2 separate regions of the Mus musculus genome follow, and region 1 is linked to region 2. Evidence: chromatin contacts called from public HiChIP or PLAC-seq data. All regions are on one chromosome and are shown on one strand. The core of a region is the stretch at or near the end of the contact, and the rest is flanking DNA. Distances in the headings are between cores, read along the strand shown. Region 1 overlaps Nfatc3 (nuclear factor of activated T cells, cytoplasmic, calcineurin dependent 3). Region 2 overlaps Ranbp10 (RAN binding protein 10).

Region 1 (5,064 bases), core at 1,983-4,482, 280 kb after region 2:
GTATTCTTCTGTCATGCAGGCATACATTTGAATAGAGTATAAATATACATAAAGAAATAACTCTTTAAAAGAAAAAAGAAAAAGAAAATTACAGGGTGAAAGGGAGGATTTGAGAGATGGTTCAGCATTTTAAGAGTACTTGTTGCCCCTGAAGAGGACCCAGGTTTGGTTCCTAGCACCCACATAATGGCTTGAAACCTCTGTAACTCTAGTGTTTTTTTTTTTTTTTTTTTTTCCTGATCATTCAGTTATCACCCTAGCCCTGCCTGTTTTTAATTTTTTTTTTTTTTTTTTCTTCCAAGACAGGCTTTCTCTGTGTGGTCCTGGCTATCCTGGAACTTATTCCTTAGACCAGCTTGGGCTCAAACTCAGAGACCCACCCACCTCTGCTTTCGGAGTGCTGGGATTAAAGGTATATGCCTTTATGCCCAGCTTGGTTTTTGTTTTTGTTTTTTTTGTTTTTTGAGGCAGGGTTTCAATCTGTATGCCCTGGCTGACCTACAGCTTGTTATATAGTCCATGTGTTGAACTTGCTGTGATCCTTTTGGCTTTGCCTCCAGAGTTCTGGAATTACAGGTGTATGCCACCAAACCTGGCTGAATGCCTTATTTGAATTGTCTTTGCTTAATATGAAACGATGGGACTATATTACTTTACTTTTTGTTACTTTTTATTGCAATATGTTTGCATTCAAGTTGTAATGTAATTTTCAGCAATTTTTCTTATTTATTTATTTGTATGTATGTATGTATGTATGTATGTATGTATGTATGTATGTATGTATATATTTGTGCATGCACAAGCCCAGAAGCTAGGGGAAGATATTGGGTGGTCTATTTTACCCTTGAGACAGAATCAATCTCCCACTGTCTTTTGCCTCTGCTTCTTTAGTTCTATTGTTACAGGCTTCTGTTGCCACACCTGGTTGTTGTTTAATCTTAAATGAATGTCTGCTTGTATGTTTGTTTTTCCTTTTTTTGTTTTTGAGTCATGGTTTTCCTCTGCTGGTTAGGCTGGCTTGAAGCATACTATATCTTAAATTTGAGATCCTCTGCCTCAGCCTTGGGATAGCTGGGATTAGAGGCATGTGCCATTACGTCTGGCTTTTGACTGTTTTAAGTTTTGAAGCTTTTCTCTCAGTTGTTTGGTGATTGTTGTTACCTGCTTATCACTTAAAACGAAGCACCGAGATATATTGTTTGGTGATCACAGTGATGTTTGCTAATGCAGCCTCCTTGTAGGGGTTCTTACTAGGTTGCCTTTGAGGTCATTATCTGTAGTTCGTTTTCCTTTGGCTAATTAGAGTCCCAAGTGAAAAGTCTGCCAGTCTATTGCCTAGAGTGTAAGTGTGTATGCTGTGAGCCAAGGGAGTAGAAGAGCACTTAGGGTTTCAATATACACGTTTTAGAATGGCTTGGTTTCATCATCCTGTTTTCAGTATGGTTGCCCAGGTTCTCAGCCTTCCTTCTTTCTCCTTGTCAGAAGATTTCATTTACTGCCTAAAGAAAAAGAGTGGTAGGTGTGGAAATTCAGGAGCAGGGTTAGTTACTCATTCAAAAAGCTCTGAATCCAGCTAGTTTTTTAGTTTAGCCTTCACTTCTTTCTAATTCTGGATTTGCTTATTCTACATATGTACTATAAAGGGCATAATATAATGGTGTGTGACTTTGTGTCTATGTCTTTCACTTAGAATGTTTTCAGGCTGTAGCCTTTCTTTCCTTCCTTCCTTCCTTCCTTCCTTCCTTCCTTCCTTCCTTCCTTTTCTTTTCTAAAAAAGATTTATTTATTTATTATAAAATAACTAAGTACACTGTAGTTGTCTTCAGATACTCCAGAAGGAGGAGTCAGATCTCATTATGCTTGGTTGTGAGCCACCATGTGGTTGCTGGGACTTGAACTCAAGACCTTCGGAAGAGCAGTCAGAGCTCCTAACCGCTGAGCCATCTCTCCAGCCCCACCTTTCCTTTCTTAATGAGAGATTCTTGTTTACTGTGTTGCTTCAGCCTGCTAAGTAGGTTGATTGCAGTTGTGTAGCACCACAATAAGTTTTATTTATTCTTCCTTACTAGGTTATCCATTAATCTATTGAGAATTATCTGATTTTTTTAACCCTTTGGCCATTTCAAATAATGCTATTATAAACATATGTGTCTAAGTTTTTATATAGACATATTTTTATTCTCATGAATACATAATTGAGAAGAATTGCTTAGTCCATAGTCATTCTTTTCATTGCATTTGCTTTTTGAGATAGTAGTCCAGACTGATCTGGAACTCACCATGTAGCTCAGGCTGGCCTTGAATTTGTGCCAGTCCTCCTGCTTAGTCTATTGAGTACTTGAATTTCAGTTATGAGTCACTGTGCTTTGCTAAAGAATTGAAAGCAGGGCTGGATTGAGGAGCCAGGTGTATATAGTCAAGGGTGATCTAGAATTCTTAACCTTTTGCCTCAACTTCCCAGTGCTGGTATTATGACCTTGTGCTACTATGTCCATCTTGCTTGATTATTAATTGATTGATTAGTTGATTATTGTTGTTGCTCTTATTTTGGTTTTGAGACAGGGTCTCTTTTTACCCCCCTCTCATCTCTGTTTTTGAGACAAAGTCTTGCTCTGACAAACTCTTTCAGTAGTTCTCCTGCCTCAGCCATCCACATCCTGGGATTACTGTTGTTAGTCATGAGGCAGAGACAGGAGAATCACTGTAGTTCAACACAAGGCAGGTATACATAGAGTTGTAGGCGAGCTTTGTGTACATGGCAGTTTGCCAACCAATCACAGATACATAGTGAGACACTCCCTCCCCTATTTCTCTGTCTTTAAAAACAAAAGGTGTTGGAGGACTTCATATAGAACTTGATGTACTATGTTTGTTTGCCCAGTATTTGTAACACCTTAGGTTCAGTCCTGAAAAACACAAAACAACAAAACTGTATTACTGTGTCCCGAGCAGCAATGCGGCAGAACTTAAAGTGTTTTTTCACAGTTGCTCTTCTCTATCTTTGTGGGAACATGACCATGGACAGCACATAATTGAGTGTGGCCAAGTTCCAATAAAATTTTATTTATAGACACAGAATTTGAATCACATTATATCCATAAAATTTTCTTTTAAAAACCATTCTTAACTTGTAGGCTGTCATTTAAAAACAAAAAACCAGGTGGTAGGACAGATTGGGCTCACAGGCTGTATTCTGCCAGACCCTGGTTTACTGTTCGTAAAGACGTGAACATGCTCTCTGTATTCTCTAGATTACTGTCTGCTTTCCTAGGGCCCTCTGGTGGCTGATAGAACATTTACAAAAATTAAATTAGTCAAAATGGTTCTGGAGCATCATGAAGTCTACGGTTGAAAATCTCAATGACTGTTAAAGTGTGGTTGGAGTGAGTGCCATCGTCTCAGAGTTAGGACTTCTGGACACGTGGGGAAAAAGATGAAACTATTTTGTGTGTGTGTGTGTTCATGTCTTTGTATTACTTTAAGACATTGTGTGGGTACACTCATGCTCCCGTGCATGAGGAGGGTAGAGGAGGAGGTCAGGTGTTTCTCTGTGACTGTTCTATGGTTTTGACACAGGGCCTCTCGTTGAACCAGGAGCTCACCATTTCAGCTAGGCTGACTCACCTCCCGGGAACCCCTGAGACCTGACTGCCTCTTAGCCCTCGGTGCCAAGGTCACAGACACTTGGAGCCATGCCCACCCTCATTTATGGGTCACAGGGGTTTGAATTCAAGTTCTCATCCCAGTACAGAAAGCACTATTACCCAATGAACTGTTTCTATCAGCCTCAAGACACCATTTGTGTATTTACTTGTTTTTATCTACAGTTTGCTGGGAGGAAGTTACAAATTTCAGCATTAATCAACTGCTGGAATAACATTGATAAAATAATTACATTAGAATGAAACTATAAAGACTTTCAGCTGGGCGTGGTGGTGCACACCTTTAATCCCAGCACTCGGGCGGTAGAGGCAGGAAGATTTCTGAGTTCGAGGACAGCCAGGGCTATACAGAGAAACCCTGTCTCGAAAAACCAACCAAACAAACAAACAAACAAAAAAAAAACTTTCATAGGTGATTTTTATTCAAAACAAGATTTTTAAAGTACATTCTTAAGTAAAAATTTGTTTTTTAAAAAAATTGGATTGTATAATGATAAAGAATATAGTAGTTGCTAGTATAGTTGTTGCTGGCAGGACTTGCTTAAATATAAAAAAACAAGGGGTGGGTTTTATTTAATTTTATCCATTTTAATTTAATTTATTTTGAGACAGAGTTTTTCTTTGTAGCCAAAGCTATCCTTAAAGTCTCAATTCCACAGCACAAGCTAGAGTGCTGGGATAACAGAAGATGCATGCCACCAGGCCTAGCGAGGGAGTAAATTGAATAGTCTAAATTTGTGAAGATTAATGATCAACTATAATTTAATATCCTCAGTCAGCTATTTTTTATTTAGGTAAAGAATCTAGTGGTGTCTGGTCGCTTTTTGTTTTAATTAATTTGATGTGTTCGATGTTTTGCCTGATTATGTCTGTGTACCATATACATGTCTTGTGCCCTCGGAAGAGGACATTGGATCACTGGGACTGGAGTTTCAGACACTTGTGAGCTTCTTTATGGGTGCTGGGAGTCAAATCAAACCCAGGCCCTGGAAAGAACAGCCAGTGCTCTCTACTAATGAACCACCTCTCCAGCCCCATCTAGTGGCTTTGTAACCTGATCTGCTGTGTGCAGACGTGAATTCTTGATGATACGACTACTGAGGAAGAAGATGTCTGTGTTAATTATATACCCTTCCTAAAAGAAAAGAGAAATCTTGAATTTTACTACAAGGAAAATACCTACAGAGAGTAAATAATGTGAATAAGAGGCCAGGTCAATGTTAATGGTGGGGCAGTACAAATAACAACAAAGCATACCTCTACCAGAAATTAATAAAATCCCATCTTTAGTTGTTTGGTTTTGAGACAGAATATCATTGTGTGTCCCAGATGGGCTTCAAACTCACAGCCTGACCTGGTCTGGTTTAGAACTGTCAATCTTTCTGCCTCCTAAATTCTAGTA
Region 2 (4,837 bases), core at 783-3,282:
TCCCTCAAAGGACTCAACTTGCCCTGAAAAAACACAGGTTTGGGGTTATTATTTTGTTTTGGAGATAGAGTCTTGCTATGTTACCAAGCCTGGTGTTGAACTCCTGGCCTCAAATGATCCTCTGCCTTGGCCTAAGTAGCTGAACCTACAAGTGTGCACTGATCAGCTTAAAAAATACACTTGTTTAGACAGTTTCTCACTCTGTAACACAAGTTGAGAACTCAAAGTAATCTTCTTGCTTTAGTTTCCCAAGTGATGGAATTATAGGTATAAAACAACACACTGAAAAACAGGTAAAGTCCAGTATGTTTACAGCGAACAAGAGCTGGTATTTCAGAATACTGCCAACAATGAACCCCAATGTCAAGTAATAAGAGTGTTCAGGTCTAGCCAGATGGTGGTGGTATACTCCTTTAATCCCAGCACGTGGGAGGCAGGAGCATAGGAAAATGAGAAATGAAGGCTCTCACACTATCCAAGCTCCTTCCATTGCACCATCACATGAGCCGTCAGGATTTCTGACTACTTCTTCAGCTGCTAAGCCATCTGCATTCTGAATTTCCCTGTAGCACCTACTGCCAGAGCTCCAAGGGTCGGGCAGCGCCAGGCTCTTTAGCTCCATCCTCTCTTCTAGCCCTAGCCCCTGGGCAGCTGCTTCAGACAAGTTCCTGACTGATCCCCTTTACAGTCAGGGCTTACCTGAATGCCCTACAGGACTGAACTACTGGGCAACAACCAATTAGCTTCTTCTCTCCAGCCAGTCTCTAGGCACTGGCTTAGGAGCTATGTACAGGACTAGAATACTAACGGGAAGTATGACTCCCAGTTTTAGGCCCAAGAATTCTGCGTAGTGAGAAAGAAGGGCACCCCATATCTTAGTGCAGCCCTAATGTTAAACTCAGCCAGATGGAGAAAAGTACCGCTTCCCTCACAGTAGGCCTGAGCACCACAGGGCACACCTCATGAAGCACCAGCTCCTGAGAGGAAAGGCGTTCCAGAGAGATGATGGCTTGAACAGAGAGCCTGGAGTGGGTGCTTACCAGGCAACAAGGGTCCCAGCTTACATAAAGTAGGAAAGAATAATTCCTGGTTGGCAGCTATACACAAGCATCATTTCCAGACTATCAAAACCTACCAACAGTATCTAAAACAGCAGTATCTGAAACATCATCGGCTGTGTATCACCACCTGCTACTGTATTTACCTCAGATACTCTCCAGTGCTTGAGATGCACCCTTGGGAAGATAGAGGAAGGATACTGAACATCCTGTTACTTATTCACCCTCTTCCATGAACCTGGCACTGACCCCTGAACTCTCTGCTCTGTGGTTCCTCTCCTAAGCCTGTGCAGATGTGACAGATGAACTATGTGCAGAATGTGGCCCAGCTGGTAGAAGCAGCTTTCCTGCTGGGGCTAGCTATCCTGTTGCTATCCAAGCTAGAAGGCTTGGTAAGGTGCACTCCAGGAGGAAAGATGCACAGTTACTTTCCACATCCTGTGGAGACAAAGCAGACTGTTCCTCCCTGTGTCCTCTGCCATCTCAGTCCCTAGCCCAGGCTTGGGCAATAGCTGCTCCAGGAGATATAATGCCAACCCTAACTAGATCCTTCCAGATATGTCTTTCCAACAATTAAAGAAAATAGGTCTTAGTGGGCATGAATTCTTCTCTGCAGGGTTGTAACAAGCAAGGTAATATATGAAACACCATGAGAACAGCCTCCTTACTACAGAAAAGACAAGTGGGGCAATGCCAGAACCTAGCTCTGTTGCACATGGTCCTTCTTTAGACACAGCATGAGTTTCCCTGGACACAGAAACAAAATCTACACCCCCCCCCCAATCTCTCAAAGCACCCAAGCACCCAAACACTGAAGAAGCCCAAACCCCCGGTCTCCACCCACAATCCTACCTTCTTCATCCAGCTTCCTCAATCAAGGAATCCCTTGATTGCCAGACCCTGCTCTTTCTCCAAGGCAACGGGTGTGGCAGCAGCAGGCAGCTACACTCACCTACCAGTAGATCATCTAGTCTTGCCTGTGAGTCATTTAGCCCAGGGTTCCAACATTCTTATTTTGGAGCCACACCTGCTACTTGGTTTCACACTTAAAGAGGCCAAAGAACACCTTACAAAAGATAAACAAAACTTCTATCTACATCTTTCAACAGAAACTTCTGACAGTGCAAACTAAGACACTCCCAAATGCTCTCAAGAATCTGAGCAGCACAGCCTCATGGGAGAGATGTGCCTGTCATCATCTGCACCAGTAAGTACCCACAGTGCCACCCCTCTGCCCCAACAGCCTGGAAGGCAAAGGAGCTCCAGTGAGCCAATAACCTATAAGAACACATTAGAAGCATCAACATTCTGACCACGTGCTCAGCCACCTTCCAGAAGAATGCCACTCCTGCTAGCACAGCCTACATTCAAATTCAGAAAACAGGCACTGTAGGGGAAAGGACAGTCTCTGTCTCTCTCTGTGTCTCTGTCTCTCTCTGTGTCTCTGTCTGTCTCTCTCTCTCTCTCTGTATCTCTGTCTCTGTCTGTCTCTCTCTCTGTCTCTCTGTGTCTCTCCCTCTCCCTCTCCCTCTCTGTCTCTCTCTGAGACAGGGTCTCTTTATTATATAGTTCCTGCTATCCTGGACCTCACTGTGAAGAACAGGGTAGCCTTGGGCTCACAGAGATCCACCTGCCTCTGCCTTCTGAGCGCTGAGATTAAACATGTCCCCCATCACACCCAGCCTTAAATAGTGCAGTTTCAATAAAAACTACCTCCAGTCTATATGCAGACTCTCACAGAACTATAAGTGCACAGGTCCTCCCATTTTCAGGTAGAAAAAAACATTTACCTTTTCCAACAACGATAGCTATACTTATGCACCACTCCCTTTTTGTGTGTCAGGTAGAACTCTTAGTATTTTCTACAAATAAACATTCATCAGGATGTGGCAGTACACACCTGCAATCCCAGCATTTGGGATGCTAAGGCAGGAAGATTCTGAGCCTCTGGACACCTGGGGATGTATTGTGAGATCCTATCTTAAACCCTCCTTGTAAAAGAATCTTTAGTTTTTATTAGTATTTACTTCATATGCTAATATATTTCTTCCATTTACAGATGAAGAAACTAAAGAGCCAAGCAATAAAGTAATTGTTGCAGGTAACAAAGCTGCAAGAGTGCAAAAGCAGACAATGTGGCTCCCCAGCCATGGTCTTAGCCACTGAACCAGGCAGTTTCACAAGTCAACCACACAGCCCTCAAGATCTTCCAGGCTGGCAAGAGAATCTTGATGTCTCAGCAGGTAAGGGTGCTTGCTGCCAAACACAATGTCTTGAGTTGGATCCCCAGACTCAAGGGTAGAAGATAACTGAGCACTGCAAGTTATCCTATGACCTCCACACACATACACAAACCTGTGTGGGTAGCCACACACATACACAAACACAATCAGTTAGCAGTCTTCTGCAAGACCAAATGTGAGCCAGCTTTTGATTCAGTGACACACACTGAACCCCGTAAGTATGAGGTGGAAGAGCCCACCACCATCAGTGAGTGTCACAGAGCTTAGGGCACTGGCGTAGGCTGAGTTCCAAACCAAGGCTTACCCAAGCTGAAGGCTGGCCTCAGGCTAAGAGGATCTGATGAAAACTGGATACAAAAGGACAGGTGACTTACTGAAGTTCATTATGTTGAGGCAAAGGACAGCAAAATACAAGAACCATTTCAACCCAAAGCCATTATGCAAGGCCCTGTAAACACTCTCGGTGAGTCATGATTAAAAGATGTACTCCACAGCCAGGTATGGAGCACACACCTTTGATCTCAGTACTCTGCATGGCAGACACAAGTGGATCTCTGTGAACTCAAGGCCAGCCTGGTCTACAGAGTGAGTTCCACCACAGCCAGGGCTACACAGTGAGACCCTGTCAATAAAATGAAGTCCAAGTCCTAAGGAGCTCACAACTCAATCATGAATTTGACAGATGTGAGTCAGACAAGGAGTGATTACACATGTCAGAGTTAAAGGGACCAAGCAGGATCACACTAGGGGTCAGGAGGAAGGACAGACATCTCAGGGCAAAATCAAACAATGCCTGCCGGTAGCAGTGTGGGATGTCAGCAGCATGTTGGAGGTGCCCCACAGCCAGGAATGTGCAGCATGAGCAGGGGACGGAGGTATTTGGGGAGGAGGCAGAGCAAAGACTGTCTTCTCTCTCAGCAGAGGAATCAGAGGTCCAAAGCAGACAGGGCACAATGTGCACAGTAGAAAGCAGAGGGCTGGGGCTGGAGAGATGGCTCAGTGGTTAAGAGTACCGACTGGGGAATGGGTGGGTAGGGAGCGGGGGGGGGGGGGGTATGGGGGACTTTTGGGATAGCATTGGAAATGTAATTGAGGAAAATACGTAATAAAAAATTAAAAAAAAAAAAAAAAAAAAAGAGTACCGACTGCTCTTTCAAAGGTCCTGAGTTCAAATCCTAGCAACCACATGGTGGCTCACAACCATCCGTAATGAGATCTGACGCCCTCTTCTGGTGCATCTGAAGACAGCTACAGTGTACTTAGATATATTAATAAATAAATCTTTAAAAGAAAGAAAAAGAAAGCAAGCAGAGAGCTGAGGTGAAGAACCCAATAAGGAAGTCATGGATGCTGAAAGGACAGACAGCAGCAGAAGCATGGGACAAGATGAGCAGAGGGCCTGCAGGTTACTCTAGGAGCACACTGGAGGGCTAGGAGTCTGGCTATCAGCAGAGGACACCTGGTCTTTGCAAGAAAACTTCCATTTAGAGCAAGCAGTTCGGGCTGGCGAGATGGCTCAGTGGTTAAGAGCACTGA

The links. HiChIP or PLAC-seq counts read pairs in DNA pulled down with a chosen protein or histone mark.
Region 1: a BATF HiChIP or PLAC-seq map of CD8 T cells shows a contact between it and region 2, with 6 read pairs. The contact joins two enhancer-like sites. A contact is called at or near these places in 1 of 15 datasets of contacts at CTCF or cohesin (the NIH/3T3 cell line) and 2 of 115 datasets of contacts at active chromatin or transcription factors (CD8 T cells and embryonic stem cells).

Annotation. Positions count from the first base shown.
Region 1 is chr8:106,072,134-106,077,197 of GRCm38.p6, forward strand. All of the region lies in intron 1 of Nfatc3 (nuclear factor of activated T cells, cytoplasmic, calcineurin dependent 3), which reads left to right. Among named protein-coding and RNA genes, the nearest start is that of Nfatc3, 15 kb to the left of the region's middle. Within about 2 kb of position 3,233, at least 39 of the 459 cell types and tissues checked have an H3K27ac peak or open chromatin away from gene starts, as enhancers often do. A contact at or near this core is called in CD8 T cells, where this site is marked.
Region 2 is chr8:105,792,194-105,797,030 of GRCm38.p6, forward strand. All of the region lies in intron 3 of Ranbp10 (RAN binding protein 10), which reads right to left. Among named protein-coding and RNA genes, the nearest start is that of Ranbp10, 33 kb to the right of the region's middle. Within about 2 kb of position 2,033, at least 38 of the 459 cell types and tissues checked have an H3K27ac peak or open chromatin away from gene starts, as enhancers often do. A contact at or near this core is called in CD8 T cells, where this site is marked.